6 separate regions of the Mus musculus genome follow, and all the other regions are linked to region 1. Evidence: chromatin contacts called from public HiChIP or PLAC-seq and promoter capture Hi-C data. All regions are on one chromosome and are shown on one strand. Each heading gives the region's core, a stretch centred on a gene start, on an enhancer-like site or on the middle of the called end of the contact. The rest is flanking DNA. Distances are from core to core; before and after follow the strand shown.

The links. Promoter capture Hi-C pulls out the DNA fragments that hold promoters and counts their contacts. HiChIP or PLAC-seq counts read pairs in DNA pulled down with a chosen protein or histone mark. Capture Hi-C pulls out chosen DNA fragments and counts their contacts.
Region 2: a contact with region 1 is called in an HNF4G HiChIP or PLAC-seq map of pancreatic cancer cells. The contact joins the promoter of Taf5 here to the promoter of Stn1 in region 1. A contact is called at or near these places in 1 of 39 promoter capture datasets (second pharyngeal arch cranial neural crest) and 1 of 115 datasets of contacts at active chromatin or transcription factors (pancreatic cancer cells).
Region 3: a promoter capture Hi-C map of adipose tissue shows a contact between it and region 1. The contact joins the promoter of Cfap58 here to the promoter of Stn1 in region 1. A contact is called at or near these places in 16 of 39 promoter capture datasets (the 3T3-L1 cell line, 3T3-L1-derived adipocytes, the C10 cell line and 11 more), 1 of 484 Hi-C or Micro-C datasets (embryonic stem cells), 7 of 115 datasets of contacts at active chromatin or transcription factors (T-cell acute lymphoblastic leukemia, embryonic basal ganglia, embryonic stem cells and 4 more) and 2 of 9 other capture datasets (adipose tissue and pancreatic islet).
Region 4: an H3K27ac HiChIP or PLAC-seq map of microglia shows a contact between it and region 1, with 6 times the contacts expected there. The contact joins the promoter of Calhm2 here to the promoter of Stn1 in region 1. A contact is called at or near these places in 4 of 39 promoter capture datasets (liver, pre-B cells and stem cell-derived epiblast-like cells), 1 of 115 datasets of contacts at active chromatin or transcription factors (microglia) and 1 of 9 other capture datasets (adipose tissue).
Region 5: a promoter capture Hi-C map of pre-B cells shows a contact between it and region 1. The contact joins the promoter of Itprip here to the promoter of Stn1 in region 1. A contact is called at or near these places in 14 of 39 promoter capture datasets (the 3T3-L1 cell line, 3T3-L1-derived adipocytes, the C10 cell line and 9 more), 1 of 484 Hi-C or Micro-C datasets (neutrophils), 10 of 115 datasets of contacts at active chromatin or transcription factors (the 230-238 cell line, T-cell acute lymphoblastic leukemia, embryonic basal ganglia and 7 more) and 3 of 9 other capture datasets (adipose tissue, liver and pancreatic islet).
Region 6: a contact with region 1 is called in a promoter capture Hi-C map of adipose tissue. The contact joins the promoter of Neurl1a here to the promoter of Stn1 in region 1. A contact is called at or near these places in 4 of 39 promoter capture datasets (the C10 cell line, cranial neural crest, liver and 1 more) and 1 of 9 other capture datasets (adipose tissue).

What each region holds. Positions count from the first base shown.
Region 1 is chr19:47,535,671-47,538,511 of GRCm38.p6, forward strand. Stn1 (STN1, CST complex subunit) reads right to left here and starts at 1,449. Exons shown (of 10, transcript NM_175360.3): 1 at 1,144-1,449; 2 at 526-701. The coding sequence starts at 679.
Region 2 is chr19:47,066,308-47,069,148 of GRCm38.p6, forward strand. It overlaps Taf5 (TATA-box binding protein associated factor 5), which reads left to right and starts at 1,441. Exons shown (of 11, transcript NM_177342.3): 1 at 1,441-2,019. The coding sequence starts at 1,458.
Region 3 is chr19:47,936,210-47,939,050 of GRCm38.p6, forward strand. Cfap58 (cilia and flagella associated protein 58) reads left to right here and starts at 1,503. Exons shown (of 18, transcript NM_001163267.1): 1 at 1,503-1,627. The coding sequence starts at 1,619.
Region 4 is chr19:47,136,926-47,139,766 of GRCm38.p6, forward strand. Calhm2 (calcium homeostasis modulator family member 2) reads right to left here and starts at 1,369. Exons shown (of 3, transcript NM_133746.5): 1 at 980-1,369.
Region 5 is chr19:47,917,917-47,920,757 of GRCm38.p6, forward strand. It overlaps Itprip (inositol 1,4,5-triphosphate receptor interacting protein), which reads right to left and starts at 1,407. Exons shown (of 2, transcript NM_001362458.1): 1 at 1,208-1,407.
Region 6 is chr19:47,177,332-47,180,172 of GRCm38.p6, forward strand. It overlaps Neurl1a (neuralized E3 ubiquitin protein ligase 1A), which reads left to right and starts at 1,489. Exons shown (of 6, transcript NM_021360.4): 1 at 1,489-2,220. The coding sequence starts at 2,136.

The sequences.
Region 1 (2,841 bases), core at 199-2,698:
GATTAACTCAAACTAAAACCAACCCCCACATGTTTACTGAGAGGACACGGACACTTTGCAGAAAGTGAGTCACATAACCAGAAAGGTAAGTCCCACATTAAGACTTTGGGAGCCTGCCTATCTAGTCCACTCAAAAACAGGCTCCCAAAAGGAGCCTAGGTATTTTAAAGTATGGAATACCTTAAGCACATGTGGTTTTAGTTATGTATTTTATTGAGAAAAGCTCTTATGTAGCCCAGGCTGGCTTTGAACCCTTCATCGTCTCTATTTCCATCATCCGAGCGTTGGAATCTGGTTATGTACAGGTTGGGAGAAAGAGCTCAATGCAAAGCTCAAAGTTTGATCAACTTCAAATTCTTAGGTTGTCTTTAATTTGCACAAAAATCACAGTAATAAACTCTTTCCAAGGTTGAGGCTAGATAACTTTCAGACAGGGCTCTTTAGATGCCCTAAGCCTCCGGCTTTCTGTATCTTTGAGGGTCAGGGTGCAGCACAGGGCGTCCGTTAAGCTGACAGGCCACATACCTGGCACTTGTTGGGACTCCTTCATCTCCAGGATATCCTTGATGTAGAGTTTTGCAAAGGCTAGAAACACAGGATCCAGACCCCAAAAGAGGGGCGGGATCTCCTCTTCCCTTGGACTGGATTCACACTCCATCAAGAGGCAGGGCTGTGGCATCTGCTAACCCAGAGCCAAGACTCTACAAAAGAAAACAAAAATAAGGTTTTAGGGTGTTTAGTGTGGGTAACGGTCATCCAGAAGTCTTAGGAGGGTAACACAGGGGTTCAGGACCCTGTCAAACTTCATGCCTAGCAGATGGCAAAGTCCTTGTATGAGGCTCCTTCGGACGAAATACCAACTGAGAATCAGTTAAACACCAAATTTTCTTTTCAGACGAGGTCTCAGATAGCCCCGGCTGATCTTAATCTAGCTATGTAGTGGAGGATGGCTTTGAACTAGTGATCCTCCAGTACTGGGATTACTGGCATGTCCCATCAGACCTGGTTTATACAGTGCTGGGGATGGAACGCAGGGCTTCATGCAAGGTTTCGTGCAGGCTAGGCAAGTGCTCTCCAACAACTGAGCTACATCCCCTAAATACTAATTCTCCACTTTGAGGATAACCATACACACAGGCGTACCCCAAAAAGGAGTTTTAACGAGTGAATCCGGAGAGTAATGGAGAGAGTCCCTGTGGCCGTGGACTTTGGGGGCCCTGAAGGTGTGTCTATCCAAGCTTCGACCTTTCACCTCTGGGAAGAGCGGAGGAAAGGAAAAAGAGGCAGAAATCAGAGCAGTTTACAACTTCTCCCGAAGCAGGAGCAGCCAGCCAAGATTGCCGAACCAGTTCCGGTTGCGAGAAGGAAGCGAGCACACTCCCGCCGGCGTATTTCCTTCCCGCCACCCGCGCCTAGCTACCGCCAGCCACTCCCGCTGAGGCCACGCCCCCGACGTCCTCCTCAAGGCCACGCCCACCCCACGTATCGGTTCCGCCCACGCCGCCTTCCCGGTCTACATACACCCTGCGCAGGCTCTTGGGGGCTCTCCTAATCTCGGAGATTCCCGAGCCAGCCCGGGAATTCCTGCTGCTCAAATCCCGCCTTCCATGTCACATTTGTCACTCCGATTCCCTCAGACGGTTCCAGGAAATTGGGACGGGATCAAACTTAAATTTTCTTTTTTAAAAGTAGGGCAGGGGGTTGTCTTGACTGATTAAAGCAACAAACAACGAAATTAGGCAATGGGGTATTTTACTGTTTCTTCACAGCTGGTAATGATCCCCTGACATCGTAGGGATGCTACAGTCTCGCTTGCAGATGTTCTGCTCTAAACCTGAGGCCCCGAGAGAATGAGAGGTCTTGTCTCTAACGGAAACCACCCCTATGAGGTTTCCTCCAGGATGTTGTGCCTTTAACTCTTGAGAGACTGACAATTCTTGTATAAACCATGGCCACCTCCTTGGAGCCCTGTCTCCACTGTCTCCACCCATATAAATAAAGACGTTTTTCCCTACTCACAGGGACTCACACGCCTAGGAGAGGGCAGGTCACTCACTCCAGCGGCAAAAGAGGCAGGAGGCCAAAGAGATCATTGCTAAACTATCAGAGAAGGGCTGGGATGGAAACTGGGTGTCATTAGAACCATGGCTTTCAGTTACTGCCCTGGCCACAGAAGGAGCGGACAGTGTCTCCCAGACTCTGTGGCACAGAATGGCTGGGCCCGTGGAGTTTAAGATCTGTGTAAACCCAATCCCTCTCTACTAGAAGAGGTTCTCTCCCAAGGAAACATAGTAGGATGGATGCTTCCAATTCACCTGTCAGGTAGAGAAAGACAGGTTGGGTGACATTCTCAGGACTGCACACCTCTGCGCCAGGGTGGAGTCCAGGGACCAGTCTCCGCTGTCCTCAGAAGTTGAGGTATTTTCAGAAATGACGCTCAGAGCTCTCAGGGCTAGAGCGCTGGACTCTGGGTTTACTGCCAACCTGGGGGAGGGCCACGCCTTGTGGTATAAATAGAAGCAGACTCCCCTGATGTCATCTTTTACAGTGATGGAGGACTCTTTAGAGGGGAGTGTGCCTCTTGATCTGAGCCCCAGACCTGAGGAGTAGATGGTAACGAAGCTGAGGGTGAGCTGTAGAATTCCAGATTGAGGGGTTTGCATGGAGCTTTGTAAAGATCTCAGCCTCCCTCCTGTAGAACTCCCAGACTCCAAGCCTTCCTGGACGATCCTGAAATCTTCAACCCCGCAGGACCAGCACAACACCCTACAACATTCAAGGCCGATCGATATTTTAAAAGTCAATGCTAGGAGCCCTTTCTTTTGGCAACTTGGTGCCAAA
Region 2 (2,841 bases), core at 191-2,690, 470 kb before region 1:
CAGTGACTTTATTTCTTCTGGTGAAACAGGAAACACTGTACTTGAAGTCATTAGCCTCAGCTAAAGCACAACGTGGACGCTGGACTCTCAGAGACCCGCGTAGAGAGGACAAAGGTGGCCATACTTCCCCAAGTCAGACACCTTCTTCCCATCTCCTTCCAAGTAAGGGCTGCTGTTGTAGCCCAGCAGCAGAACACTGCCTAGGATTCAAGAGGCAGGGTGAGGTTCACTTCCTAGTACTGCCCCAAACAACAACAAAATAGTAACAATGGGTAATTAATACACAGTAGAAACATTTTAGTCATAAAAACGTCTATATAAAAACTTTTTAGCTGGACCCCTACACTTGGAAGGTGAAGGCAGGAGGACCAGAAATTCAAGGTCCCCCTTAACTTCACAGCAGGTTCAAGGCCAGCCTGCGTGCATAAGACCCTGCCTTAATCTTTTCTTTAAAAAGGAAAAAAAATTTTTTCCTTAGGACAGAAATGGTTTATTTGGTAACAAGGAATGAGAAGAAATTAACTTTTTTTTCTCTTTAACTTTATAGTTGATTTTGTTGTTGGTTTTGGTTTTGTTGTTCTTGTTCTTGTTGGAGACAAGGTCTCCGGAGACAGTGTAGCCCTGACTGATCTAGAACTTGCTGAGGCGATCCTGTGACCTCTATCTTCGGCTTAAATTTATTTTTAGAAACTACATCCAGCTTAAAGGCTTTTTTAAAAAAAATAAACGATATAACATATACTGTAAAGTTCACAAAGCTAGATTTTTACAGGAATAAAAAGTGAAAAAGAGCCGGGCGTGGTGGCGCACGCCTTTAATCGCAGCACTCAGCGGATTTCTGAGTTCGAGGCCAGCCTGGTCTACAAAGTGAGTTCCAGAACAGCCAGGGCTCTATAGAGAAACCCTGTCTCGAAAAAACAAACCAAACCAAAAAAAAAAAAAAAAAAAGAAAGAAAGAAAAACTGAAAAAGTAACCACTGCTCAGCCCACAGCATCAGAGAGCCTTTCCAGTAACTAGGAGGCCTCTTTCTGATAAATGCTATGTGCTTTTGAATTAAATACCTGGGCGTGAATCGTTTTCTTCGCGTGTGATTTTAGCATGGTATTTAACCTCTTTGGATTCTGGTTAAGCCGTCTGTAAAGACTCCAGGGATTAGCACCTTTAAACTTGTTGAATTAAAAGAGCTCGTATAATATAAAACGGCTATCTCATCGCCTGAATGCAATAAACGGTAATTAGCAGGCAAATGCAATAGAGACTGACGGTAAGCAACTCCCACTTCCTGCCTGCCTTTCGCTCGGTTTTGAAAGTAGCTCTTTCTCGTGCCTTTTCTCCTCGCTAGCTCCTCCCACTGCCGTAAATGGCCTGCCCCGGCTGTCGTGAAACGCCCTACCCCCGCCCTCCATGTGGCGAAAACGCAGTCACGCTTGACGGCGCGAGGTGGCTCAGCCGCAAGATGGCGGCGCTGGCGGAGGAGCAGACGGAGGTGGCGGTCAAGCTAGAGCCTGAGGGACCGCCGACGCTGCTACCTCCGCAGGCTGGCGACGGCGCAGGCGAGGGGAGCGGCGGCACTCCCAACAACGGCCCCAACGGCGGCGGCGGCGGGAATGTGGCAGTGGCAGCGGCGGCCGGCGGGGACGGCGGGACCCCCAAGCCTGGGGTGGCTGTCTCCGCCGCTGCCCCGGCGGGGGCGGCCCCGGTGCCCGCCGCTCCGGCGGAGGCCGGCGCTCCCCACGACCGACAGACCCTCCTGGCCGTGCTGCAATTCCTCCGGCAGAGCAACCTCCGCGAGGCCGAAGAGGCGCTGCGCCGGGAGGCCCGGCTGCTGGAGGAGGCGGTGGCGGGCTCCGGAGCTCCGGGAGAGTTGGACGGGGCCGGCGCGGAGGCGGCCAGCGCGCTTCTCAGCCGGGTCACCGCTTCAGTTCCCGGCTCTGCGGCCCCCGAGCCTCCGGGGACGGGCGCCTCGGTGACCTCGGTGTTCTCGGGTTCAGCCTCAGGTCCTGCGGCTCCGGGAAAGGGTGAGTCTCGGGCTCCCGGGCTGAGGAGCGCCGGCTGGAAGGGGAGCTAGCCGGGAAGGCGAGGGCTGGCGGGCCTGCACCTCTGCGGGCTTGTTTTGAATTTCCTGGGCCCGCCTCTAGGGCCACACGCCCGCCCCTTTCGCTCCTGCGCCGGCTGCGCAGTCAAACCCTCTTCTGAGCTGTCAGTTCCAGCCAGAGGCTGAGCAGCAGGGCTGTGGAGTCGAGGGAGGCGCCAGGGACCGGGGATTGACAGAAGAGGGGAACCTTAGGGGTTTCGGGGTTTCTGCTCTTACTTAGACTTAGGAACCTAGGATTGGGTTCGCGTGAACACGAGTATCGTACTGTCACATTCCCATACTACTATTGTACAGCAGGTACTTTCCGTGTCTTGATTTTTCACAACTGTATAGTTCTCATCTCTCCTTTTGAGACGAGACAACGGACTTTTTGAGCAAAGCCGGAAGGGCTTGCTTTGGATAACACCTCCAGAGTGGAGGTTGTAAGTGTTTCTTAGAATGTGGGCTGAGAACCGCTGGTGTTAAGTGTTTTAGAGGATTTCTGAGCATCACTTAAGGCTTATTAAACTCTGTAAGGGCAGAGTCTGGGAATCTGCCTTGCAGAGCTTTTGAAAACTCTTAAGTCTACGGGCAGGAGTGGGGCAGACCTTTTTGTCTCTGTTGCTTTTTCTTGTGTGATGTCAGTTAAAGGTTTTTTTTTGGGGGGGTTATTTTATTTTATTTTGCCTTTTTACTAAGTAAGTTATTACGAGTCTAAGATGTAATGAGTAATGTGCCTAGTTCTGAAAGTTTAGTTCCTGACTCC
Region 3 (2,841 bases), core at 253-2,752, 400 kb after region 1:
AAGCAGCTGCAAATGGAGAAGTTTTACAAGTCAAAAAGGTGACATGAAAAGGAGTTTTTACCCTCTTGATTGGCATAGATTTCTAAATATTACTATAAAAATATGTATGTATTACTATAAAAATTAAAAAGACCTACTTAAGCATTCCCCAAAGGAATGTTATTGAAACGTCCAAATAAAGAAAAGTAAAATTTTCCTATGTCATTTTATTATTTTTATTCTTTGAAATTTCAATAAATATTTACAGGGATAAAAATGTTGGCAAAGGTTATGAACAGGGAAGCTCACAGAAGGGAGGCCCAGAGCAGCTCGTGTTCATAGGAAGAAAAATGCTCAATTTCTTCAGTGGAGGAAGCGAAAGTAAAAGCAAAATGTGCCTCTGCTTCTTCCAGCCCATTGACAGAATTTGAAAATTGCCTAATTAGATGAACTAATGTTTGTCTAGCCCTTGCTTGATGCTCAGTAAACGCCGGATGGGTGCAGAACCTGGGACATTCGCTGTGGTACAACATATATAGGGCAGTGCCATTAAGGGATTGCACCTTTGCTGTTGGAAAGCAGAGTCCACTTTTAGGCAGGAAAAGGTACACGCTTCGGATAGTCACGTGGTCACTGCGTCTTAGGTTCACGAGTTGCTACGGAACAGAGCTTTTGCCTATGTGTAGTGGGTGAAGTGGAAGAATACATCTTACAATAGGGACATGGAAAAGGAGAGGAGAGGTTGTCTTAGCCCCAGTGGCCCTTCGGTGAGATTTCTTTTGCAGAACACACATGCGTGTTCTAATATGATGTCCCCTAGGATTCCCCTATGCACAACCTCGCTCATCAATATCTCCTACAGGGGAATTTATATATAGGTCCGTAAAATGCACACCAGTCAACAATGGCTATGGTGGTGATTGGTGAATTGGAGGCAGCCTTGTTATTCAACATTTGAGGAAGGAAATGACATGTGTCGGGTCTTCAATTTGAAATGCCAAGCAGAAGTCTGAAGCAACGGACACCAGTGCAATAAAATTAGGCCCTAGAAAAGAACGCTGCCCAGTGAGAAAAGAACATATTTCTAACGTTCATTAGCAAACTAATAAAAACACACGAGAAAATGGGATTGATTTTTTTTAAAAATACATATCTGAGCACACAAGCACTTATTAACAATCTTTGTGGCTGAATTTGAGGGTTGGGAAATAGGGCTAGCGATAAAGAGAAAGAAAACCACATTTCACGAACAAGACTGATTATCCATCCCAGCTCTATGCATTCACAGTGCACTGGTTTCTTGAGTCTGGGGATTCTGCTATGCCTCTCAGGGGCACGGTTCCTTGGCTCCATCCCCTTCAGGATATATTTGCATATTTCTCTGCGGACCACTGCCGGGTACCGACCTACGGGGCTCCGCCCCTTTCGAACCTGTGCTTTGCCTCAGCGGCAGGGGGCGTGGCGGTTGCCAGGCGACCGAAGACGCACCGAGCGCCGGATTTCGGCGCCCGGGCTGGCGATCAGAAAAACGTGTCGCCCTTTTAGACACTGGGGGCAGTGCACAGCCCCTTCTCCAGACTCCAGCCCAGTTTTCTGATCTCCTCGGCAGCCTTTGAGGCCGCCTCCAAACAGCGTCAGGATGACGGAGGTCAGGAGTCAGAGCCCCTCTTTTTCTCCTTGGTTCTCTTCCTGTCATCTCTTTCCTACTGGAACTCATCCTTTGTTACACTCACTAATTCTGATCCTCCTTCACAAGCACCCCTGCTATATGCATCCTCACGCTTTTTCTCTCGTGGCTCTGTCCCACCTCTCCTCTCTTCATGAATTCGCAGACCGTGACTGGCAGTCTGAACTGCGGGCGATTACTGATACCGCAGCAGAGATGTTATTGAAAATGTCTCATTGTTACTTTCCTCATTAACCTCTCCACCTGTCGCGCCCTGATCCCCTAACACATGATCACCAGCTGTCACACTTTCATCACGGCCCTCCAGCTCATTGTCATTGCCCTGTGCTCTCATTGACCCCGTGTTAACATCCCGCAGCCCCGTCTCTCGCCTGTGTTACTGGACACTTCATCTTCAGCTGCACTGATGAGGGCTGACTTCTGCATCCTTCAGTAACCTGTCTGTCCATTAGCCCTCTCATCTATAACCTCGACAGCCCTACATCCTTGCCATCACTTGACATGCAGAGTTCTCATTTATCTTGGTCTTACTTAAATTCTTCACCGATCTATCAGAGTGCACCCGCACCTTACCTATTATATACCATTTCCAGCCAGTATCAGCTGTATAATCTGTGAGTTCCAGAGTAAAATGAAAAGCTTTTTAAAATTACTAAGACTTTTAAGCTGTGACAGCAGAGAATTTAACCAAGGTAGAAGTCTTCTGAGTACTAAGTCTTGAGTGAGTGACTGGGCCCACACCCATGAAACCAGCCCCGGTCCCAACATCTCCTAGCACAACCGTGCCCCGCCCAATTGCTTCTTGTCCTCTCTCTGCCTTTGCATCTCCTCACCATTCCATCTCCTCCACCTCAACTCTGCCTTTGTAAGCTCCACCCCCATCGTTCCTTATCCCCCCACACTGTCCCTGCTCCCAGTTGCCATCACTCAGTGTCCCGGGAGACTGTGGTCACATCACCGCTCCCCACTACCTGGTCTCTTTCATGACTCTTCACTTCCCATCTTCGCTTCTTGGTTCTGCTTGCTCTCATTTTTATTCCTCATTCTTTTGCTTTGCTTTGTGTTTTCTCTGGTTCTCACTGTCCTCTTCTCAGTTCATTGTTCTTCATTCTCCATGTTTTCCTCCCTGGAAAACTTGTTGTCTGCAGGACAAGCTGATGACCTGCAGAGCCCAG
Region 4 (2,841 bases), core at 119-2,618, 400 kb before region 1:
ATGACTTGAGAATACTTAGAAAGTGGACACAATGTGTCAGAGCTAAACTAGCTCCCTCTGTTCATGGCCTCCAGACCTTGCTCTCCTTATTGCTTTCTCCATGCAGCAGCCTGCAGAATCTCTGCCCCAAGGAGCCACAGGTAGCTTCAGCGGGGTTTCAGGCTCGCTGTACTTATCTGCCCTCTTCTGCTTCATGACCTCAGCAGAGATGGCTCTGTGCCAGAAGAGGCCATGGCCTCAGGCTCTTTGGAAGTTTAGCCCCAATTCCCTTCCCAGACTCCACCCATACAGCCAGAGAGACAGTCAGGGTGTGGCCCCATGTCCACCCCCATCAGGAGAACAGGCACTGGGTGGGGTGGGGTGCGGTGGGGGGGACACCAAAAGAAACAGCTCTCCAAGCCAGATGAAGCCTGTGAGTGGAGAGAGGTCAGGCTGTGGAGAGAGATAGGGGAAGCCTGTGCTAAGTCTTTCTGGGTTATATTCACTTCTCTTTTCCTGTTGCCGCCTCTGCCGAGGATGCCATCTGGCACAGGCAGAGCCATGTGGGCTCTGGGAGGAGGGAGGACTGTCTGACTCCCCGGTTCAGAGCCCAGAGCTTCTAAATAATCCCACAAGGAAAGAACTTTGTCCTGTTGCTGGCCATAAACAGGCTAACAGGCAACTCCATCTTCTCCCTCCCTCCCTTCTTGGCTGCTAGGCACCCATTTGCTCCTTGGGGTGGTCTTGGGATCCTAAACCCACCCTCACATGGGGAACACAGTGCCTGACAGATAGCATAGGGATGGAGCAGAGCTGGGACCCGGCCATCCTCTGAGATTATCATGGGGGGGGGGGGGGCTCTTCCCAAGGACAGGAGACAGACAGCTGGGGGTGGGGGAAGCATCATTTCCGTGTTCTTCCCGGAGTTCCCTCCAGATAGTCTCTAGAGGCTGCCGGCTCCTTTAACAGCTGCACACTCCAGGAAAGGGCCCCTCCTTACCTAGGGCTGGTTGCAGGCCCCCGTGGCCTTGGATTCCTGATGGATTGACAGCAGTGTGGGCTCCCGCAGACACTGGGAAGGTGCTCCTGACCGCGAGGCAAAGTGGCCTCACGGGGTTCACTGCCGGCTTTGCTTTTGCACCCAGGTCCGCGTAGGATCCGGGCCCAGCGTTTGAACGCAACGCAACGGAGCTTTGGGCCCAGTTACAAACAAACTTAACTGGAGGCGTCTACAGATGAAGTGCAGGCATCTGCAGACAAATTTAACTCCAGAAAAGAGAGAGAAAGAAACAGTGGCGTGGAACTTTCTAGCCAGAGAATGGAAAAACAGCCTCCTGGCGCCAGGCAGAAGAGGGAGGGCTGCTGAGGGCGGCGCGAGGCAGAAACAGAGGAAGTGGAGAAGCGGTCTCCGATGCTGCGTCCTGTCCCAGCCCGCCTCTGGGCCCGCTGTGGCTGGCCCTACTGGCCCTGCCTTGACTCTACCCTGAGCACCCCTCGGGGGCCATCTGGGAAGGTCTAGGCAGTTGCCAGGCAGGGCCCTCAAGGAGATCTTGCCTAGGCTTGCCCTCCAGGCCAGTTAGAAGAACATCCCCCGTACTTGACACCCACCTGGCAGAAGCTGCGGGAGGAGTTCCCTGCAGAGTCAGGGGAGAGGTGGGTGTTCAGGATTGATGGTGATGCTCCAGATTGCAAACTCCTGGTCAAGACCCTGGTCCCCTCCTCCCCTCCTCTCTCTGCGCATCCTGCCTTTGCCTGTACCTGCCATCCCCAGAAGAGGACCTTCCCATCATAGTCCATCTAACTCCTAGGTACTGTCCCCATCTGGGTATCTAGAACTCCTAAGGCAGAGGCTGGTCTTAGGTAGAAATTAAAGGGAGACAGGATCTCTTAAACTGCACCGCCTGCCCCTAGAGTCGTCTCTGGGAGCTCACAAGTCATGAGTCAAGTCCACTGACAGGGAGAGTGTCAAGATGGCCTCAGTGGCTCCTAAGATTGGGAGAGATAGCCTTCACGGCCATCAGCTCTCCAGGGCTGGGACAGTGGGATTCACACTGAGCAGGGACAAGCCACACCCTCCTGAGTCTGGCTTGTCTGTGTAGCAGGGATAAATGGAGAGCAATCGGTACCCGTGCCTTTCCAAGAAGCACTTTACAGGGTGGGGGACTTGCCTGAGCTCCCACCACTCTGGAGTTAGGTCTCACCAAAGCTTCCCTCACGTCTGTTCCTCTGAGCACTTTCTGGCACCTTATCCCCTGTGGGTGCCCCACCCCACCCTGCAAGTGCACGCGTGCACACACACACACACACACACACACACACACACACACACACACACTTGGTCTGTATTCATTTGGTCCCTTTATTCGGATCTGGGGTTAAGTTCAACTTCCTGTTCCCTGTGGCACCTGGGTCCCAGCTGAGAGTGGAGGTGGGCTCTGAGATAGGCAGGCCAAGGGGCTGGAAGATGGGGCCAGGAAACAAGAAACTGTCTGCACTTCTACTTTCTTTTCTTGGACAAGACAGCAGCTAAGTATTCCTGTCCTGTCCCATCCCTTGGTCGGGTTCAGGGGAGAGGAGAGCAAGCAGTCATGAGTTCCGAAAGGAATGAGCACCTTAACCACACAGCTCCAAGTGTCTGCTGCGTGCCACACGCTTTTACGCATGGTGTGTGAGACCCCGACTTAGAATGTTTCTCCCTGGAAGGTAAAGCCCCTGGCTGTTCCCCAAGCTTGTTTTCCCTGATCTCTAAAAATACAGCCAGAAAGAAGCTCTTTGTTCTCTATAGCCAGCAAAAAGCCTTTTTGTTTCTGAGCCTTACAGCCAGAGATGCGATACTTGTAATTTTACCAAGGACATCGGCAG
Region 5 (2,841 bases), core at 157-2,656, 380 kb after region 1:
CCCGGAGAGCTAACAATTTTTGGGATGATGGCATCAGGTTAAAAGTTCAGGTCTCTGCCCCCTTTCAGAACCTTAAACTGCTGCGTCTAAGAAAGTTACCCACAGAAAGGGAGATGTGTGAGCAGAGGGCTCCCCATCTTCCTCAGGGATCCAGGCAGAAAGTGAATATAACCACCACGTGGTTACCCACAAGTGGAAAAATCTGAAGGCAGAATGCCTGGGGCAGCAGACATTCACACGGAATCAGCAAATAACGAAGGCCACTTAGGCATACCAGGCTGGCAGGCAGGCAGGAGGCGAATGACAGCGGCCTCTGTCACCCTTCTCACCGCTGACCTGGACGAGTGGCCACACAAAGCTGTGTTGGGTTCAGCTGGTAGCCTCTCCCAAAACAGAGCTAGTTTGTAAAAGAGAAGAAATCCGAAAGGCAACAGAAAACCACCCGACATTGGCTTACATGGTACCAGTATCTGGCCTCTTCTGTTTTGGCAAGAATGACCAGTCTCATACTAGGTAGAGGGGCAAAAGGCTAAATGTAGTTCTTCCCTGGTTCTGTCACTATTTTCCCATTTTGTACGGGGAATCGGGGTTAGGAACTTCTGAGTCTCTTCACCTGTCAGCCAGAATGAGGGAGGCTCAGAGTGGGCCTTGAGAATGGGGCATAGACTACACAGCCCAAGAGAAAAACGTGCAGGGTCTACTTCACTAGGAGTCTTGAAAGAGGAAGTGGCAGGGGCTTCATCCGGCCTGAAGCAACCTCCTTGCGTCAAGACAAGCTATGAAGAAACTAACGTCATTCCCGTTCCTTTCTCCCAGGACTGAGACTCGGCTACCCAACACGGTTTAAGAGATGGAAGGTCCCGGCTCTAGGCACAAACCCGTGGCACGGCTAGGGGCTCCGAAGCAGAAGCCGCCTGCCTCTCAGATTGCTGAAGGCACTGGGGGCTCCGTGGCGCAGACGAGGGCAGAGAGACCCCAGTGCATCACACCCGGAGAGTGATGAGGGAGATAATGCCCACTTCCTGGGCGTGCATTAAAAGAGTTCCCGGGGTCGGTCCCGGCCAGGGTTCCCGCAGACGTCCCTCAGAGCTCCTGGTCACGATCTCCCACGCACATCTACGGGGATCCTCCGTCCCCTGAGCGCCCTTCATCCCACACACTCAGCTTGTGGGGGCAGCAAAGCCTCATAGTCGAACCCCGCACTTACGTTCGGCCGCGGCCGCCGCAGGGATACCGAGTGGGCCTCGCTCCAAGCGCGGGTCGTGGTCCCGGGTCTGCAGGCTGCCGGGGATCCAGGGATGCGGGCGACTAGACCAAGGCGGCTCCCGCCTCCTGGACTCCTCCCGCCCAGCTTTACTGGGCAACAGAGTTACTCATTTCCGCGTTGTCACGGAAACTTTTTGCTCCTTATAAGAACAAAACACCCGCCTTTACTGGCGCCGGGCGGAGGTCCTTAAGGACGACCGTGACGGTTGCCGGTAAGGGACTCTGGACCCGCCTCGGAGACCATCCTCTGGGTCTCTCGGATGCTCCAGAGAGGGCAGCGAAATTAGAGAGCCACCTGACGAGAAGGATCTGGCTGCCGGAGAGGAATAAAGAGGGAGACAAGGGACCCGGGAAGGACGTCCTTAAAATCAGGTCTAGGCTGCAGGATGTAAAGGGTTAAGGTGCTGTTAGTCAGCTCGCATTTCTGTGGCGCGTTTTACAACCGGTGGAATTCCTGGGGCCACCTATTTTGTCCCTCGAGGAAAATATAAAACGAGACACAAGGCGAACCACTGTCCCTCTTGCATTGTGACTGGATTAAAACAGTTTGCTAAATTTTTTGGTTAATGTACGCATTGTCTCTTGGCGGGAGAAAGGCACAAAGGAGGAAGATGACCGGAGGCTGTTAGGGGGCGCTCTGTTTTCCAGTTGTCAATGTAGTATTGCTTTTAGAGCAGGAAGCGCTGGAACAGAGCACAGTAGAACTCATACTTTAAACAAAACTTTAATAGTATATCAACAATCTTCCCTTTGTGAAGTAGCACATTCCTACAACTGGTGGGAGGGGCTGGAAAGGGCTGGAATAAATTTTCAGTTCGTTTCGGGAGCTCCTAGGAGAAGCTGAGGAAATAACACTGTCTAGAGATGATCACTTTACTACTGGCATTGGTCTCGGGAGCACCTCGGGAGCATCTTGGGAGCACCTCGCTTTCCTCCTCCATCCAGCCCAAATGACACTCTCCTGAACGCTTTAGGCTGAGTTTGCGGGATAAACAGACAATGAGAGAATGTCCTAAAAATAGACCCTGGCCCTTGGCCCAGGGTACTTCTAAGTCTTTGGCTGCCTGCTGCTCACACCCCTTTCCTGATTGGGGGTGGTGGGGGATTCTTATCGCAGAGTTTGGGGGCCAGGGAAGGGTAAGGAACCTTGGGGAACATTCTCAAAAGAGCTGTGTATTTCTAAAATGTCTCCATGTTCAATGGACAGGACACCCAGAACAGGTGGGGGAAGTGTGTGTGTGTTGCTTGTGTTATGTGTGGAATGTCAAGGTTAGTGCTTTCAATGCACTCTGGGGTTGTCGTCCGCCAGCAAAATCTACTTCAGCGTTTTCTAACAAGCTGCATACTCTTATTAATATAAGGATCATTTGTTACATTCCTTTGTCGTTTGAACCTGATTATCTTACCCCAGAGCTTTTAATGTTCTCTTGTCCACTCTCGGGACTAGTTTGGTCTATAATCCTAACCTGCCATATAAGCCCTTCATGACTGGCCTCTTTTCATGTGCCCAAGCTTATATCTCACTCATGTGCCACACTGAATTTTATACACACACACACACACACACACACACAC
Region 6 (2,841 bases), core at 239-2,738, 360 kb before region 1:
GACAAATGAATCATCATTTGGGGAATAAGTGTTGGGAAGACACCGCCTATAAATAAGACACCAGTCCCTGACCATTCTGTAGCCAGTCAGCACCTGATCCCAGGCACCCCAGAGGCTTGGGGCTGGGGCTGGGACTGGGGGCCTGGTTGTCTTTCTCCTCAAACACCAGAGCATACCTTTCACAGGTATTTCTAGCTTGCCTGGAGTCTCTGAAACTTAAGGATATAACATGTGCAATCAGAGGAGAGTAAAAGGCAGGACAGGGGGCTAAAGGGGATCAGAGATGATGTCTAAAGATCACAGTAGGATTTTACTGCTGGCAGGCATGGGGATCCATTCACTGTACAAATACTTCTGAGAATCCGCATGTCCCTGCCCTGGGAGCTAGAACACTGTGAGGAAAGTGGCTGGCCGACTCTCCCCTCAGCAAGCTTATTCTCTATCAAGAGAAGCCGAATCTAACCAAGCAGAAAAGGCTACTTTTAGGCAAAGTCATATAAAAGCCACGAAGAGAATGGGATGACCCTATGGAGAATGATAGAGAGAGGCAGAGATGCTTAGCTGGGGTGGTCAGGAAAGAGCTGTGCCTACACATTGAGGATGGGTCCTATGGAGAAACTTCCAGAAAAGGATGGAGGAGATGTCTGTGTCCCACTCATGACCCAGGGCTCACTCTGGATCCGAGTTGGGAAAGTCCGGTTAGAGTGAGCGATGGCCCCGAGAAGCAGCAAGGCTGATGAAGGTGTGAGATGGACAGACGGACTGTCTTCTCCCCCATGATACACTGGGAGAAATAACCGCCCCAGATCCAAGATGACTTCCTGGTCCCTCCTGCAGGTAGCAGTGCTGAGCTACACAGATGGAAGAGTCACGTGAACAGGACATTTACAGACTGCCCCCTTCCTCGAGGAAGCCACCTTGGTCTACTATAGGCTATAGCACCCCCTCTATCCCTTCCCCAATCTCTTAGTTTTCCAGCTGACAGAATAATTCAACTTGGAACCGATATCTCTCTCATGGTTTGTACCTGAGCTGGGTCCCATCGGCTTGCTTCTGGTCTTGTGGTTCTCCGTTCTTGAACATGCAAAGGATGTTTGAACAGTCAGGAAATGGTCTGACTGGGGTTCTGATTGGAAGTTCCAACTACAGCGAAGGGGAGGTGACTGTATTCCTGATCTCAATTGTCTTAATTCATTATCCACTCACTCCTGAGCGTTTTAACACGTGCCAGGCCCTGAATCCCGTGCTAGGGAGCCTCCATTAGGGCTACCTCGCCACGCCCTGGCTCCGGGGCTCCCAGCGTTGTGGCGGTCCTCTTCCTCTTGTTTTCAGGTTCTATGTCCCAGGACAGGGAGACGCTCAACCTCCGAAGCTCCCATCTATTCCTGACGTCAGGTCCGGAGCAGTGCCGCCCCCAACCCTGGGTCCCGCGCGCCTTCGAGAACTTATAGCCAGCGGGAACGCGGCGCGCCCCGAGACCCACATCTGGCAGAGCGGGCGCGCGCGTGTCACTAAGACGCTCATTAACCTGCGCAGCTGTCGCCATAACAACCGGAGCCCCGGAGTCCTGGCGACGCTAGGGCGGGGGTTGGGGGCGGCGGCCTCGGGAGGGACCTGGCGGGAGCGGGGGCGGTCCACACGAGCCGGGCGCTGCAAGCTCACCCGCGGGCGGGAGGGCGCCACGCACGTCGCCGCGGCCGTCCCCGCGGGCGGGGACCGAGCCCGCCGACGAGCCTCCGAGCAGCCGCGCGCCGAGCCCCGACTCTATGGCCCGCGGGGAGCGCGCCGCCGCTGCGCCGCCCACCCGCAGCCGGAATCCGAGCTCCAGCACCAGGCAGAGCGCAGCGGCTCGCGCCGCGGGCCGGGGCCCAGGGGCCGGGCCGCCCCGGGCGCGGGGCATGGGAGCCCGGTAGCCGGGTGGCGCGAGGACCCCCACGGCGGGCAGGACCCGCCGAGCGAAGACCGCCAAGCCCAGGGAGAGCCGGAGACAGCAAACCGCCCGCCCCCGGTCGCAGCCCCGCCAGGGCCCTCCCCTGGCAGCGCGCACCCGCGCGCGCACACACTTGCACACCTTTCCTCCGCTCCTGCCCAGCCTTGCCTGGCTCCCGCCGGAGCACCCCCGGGGGGCCGATGCCATGGGTAACAACTTCTCCAGTGTCTCCTCTCTGCAGCGAGGAAACCCGAGCCGCGCGTCGCGGGGCCACCCCCAGAACCTCAAAGGTAGGCTTCGCTGACCGGGGAGCAATTGCAGGGAGGGTTGCGGCGCAGGTGGAGTGGTGGGCAGGGGTGCGGTTGGGGACGACCGGCAGGTGCCACCTGTTGTGTGCATTTGGAGGGCGGGAGAGGCGCTTCTGACAGTGGAGGTGGGCTGTGGTGGCAGCTGACCGGTGCTGATGGTGGAGATGAGGGAGGATGGCGGTCGGTGGGGGTCTGCGCAATTCTCCTTATCTGCCCTGGCAACGTCACTGGAGTCCCCTCCAGTGATGCTAAGCGGTGAGAAGAGGTGGGAAAAACATTTGCCGGCTGGATAGGGCAGTGTGGAGGGAAACCTAGGTTTTTCCAGATGAGCCTCCCAAGAGAGTCATTGTGGTCTTTTTTGCATTTGCCTAGGGCTGGGGGAGATCCCGCTGGAAGCACTAGTTGCATTTCCAAGCAGAGGGTCTTAGAGATTCAGGACTAGAAGGGCAGACGCGTGCTCCCGGGGTCTTTGCAAGTGGGTGATCTTTTGCACCGTCTGAGTCAGGTTGTTTGGTTTTGTTTGTTTATTTGTTTGTTTGTTTGTTTTGTGCATCCAAAGACAAAGTATCTGGTCTGAACCCTAGAAAGAGGGGAAGGGAGCTT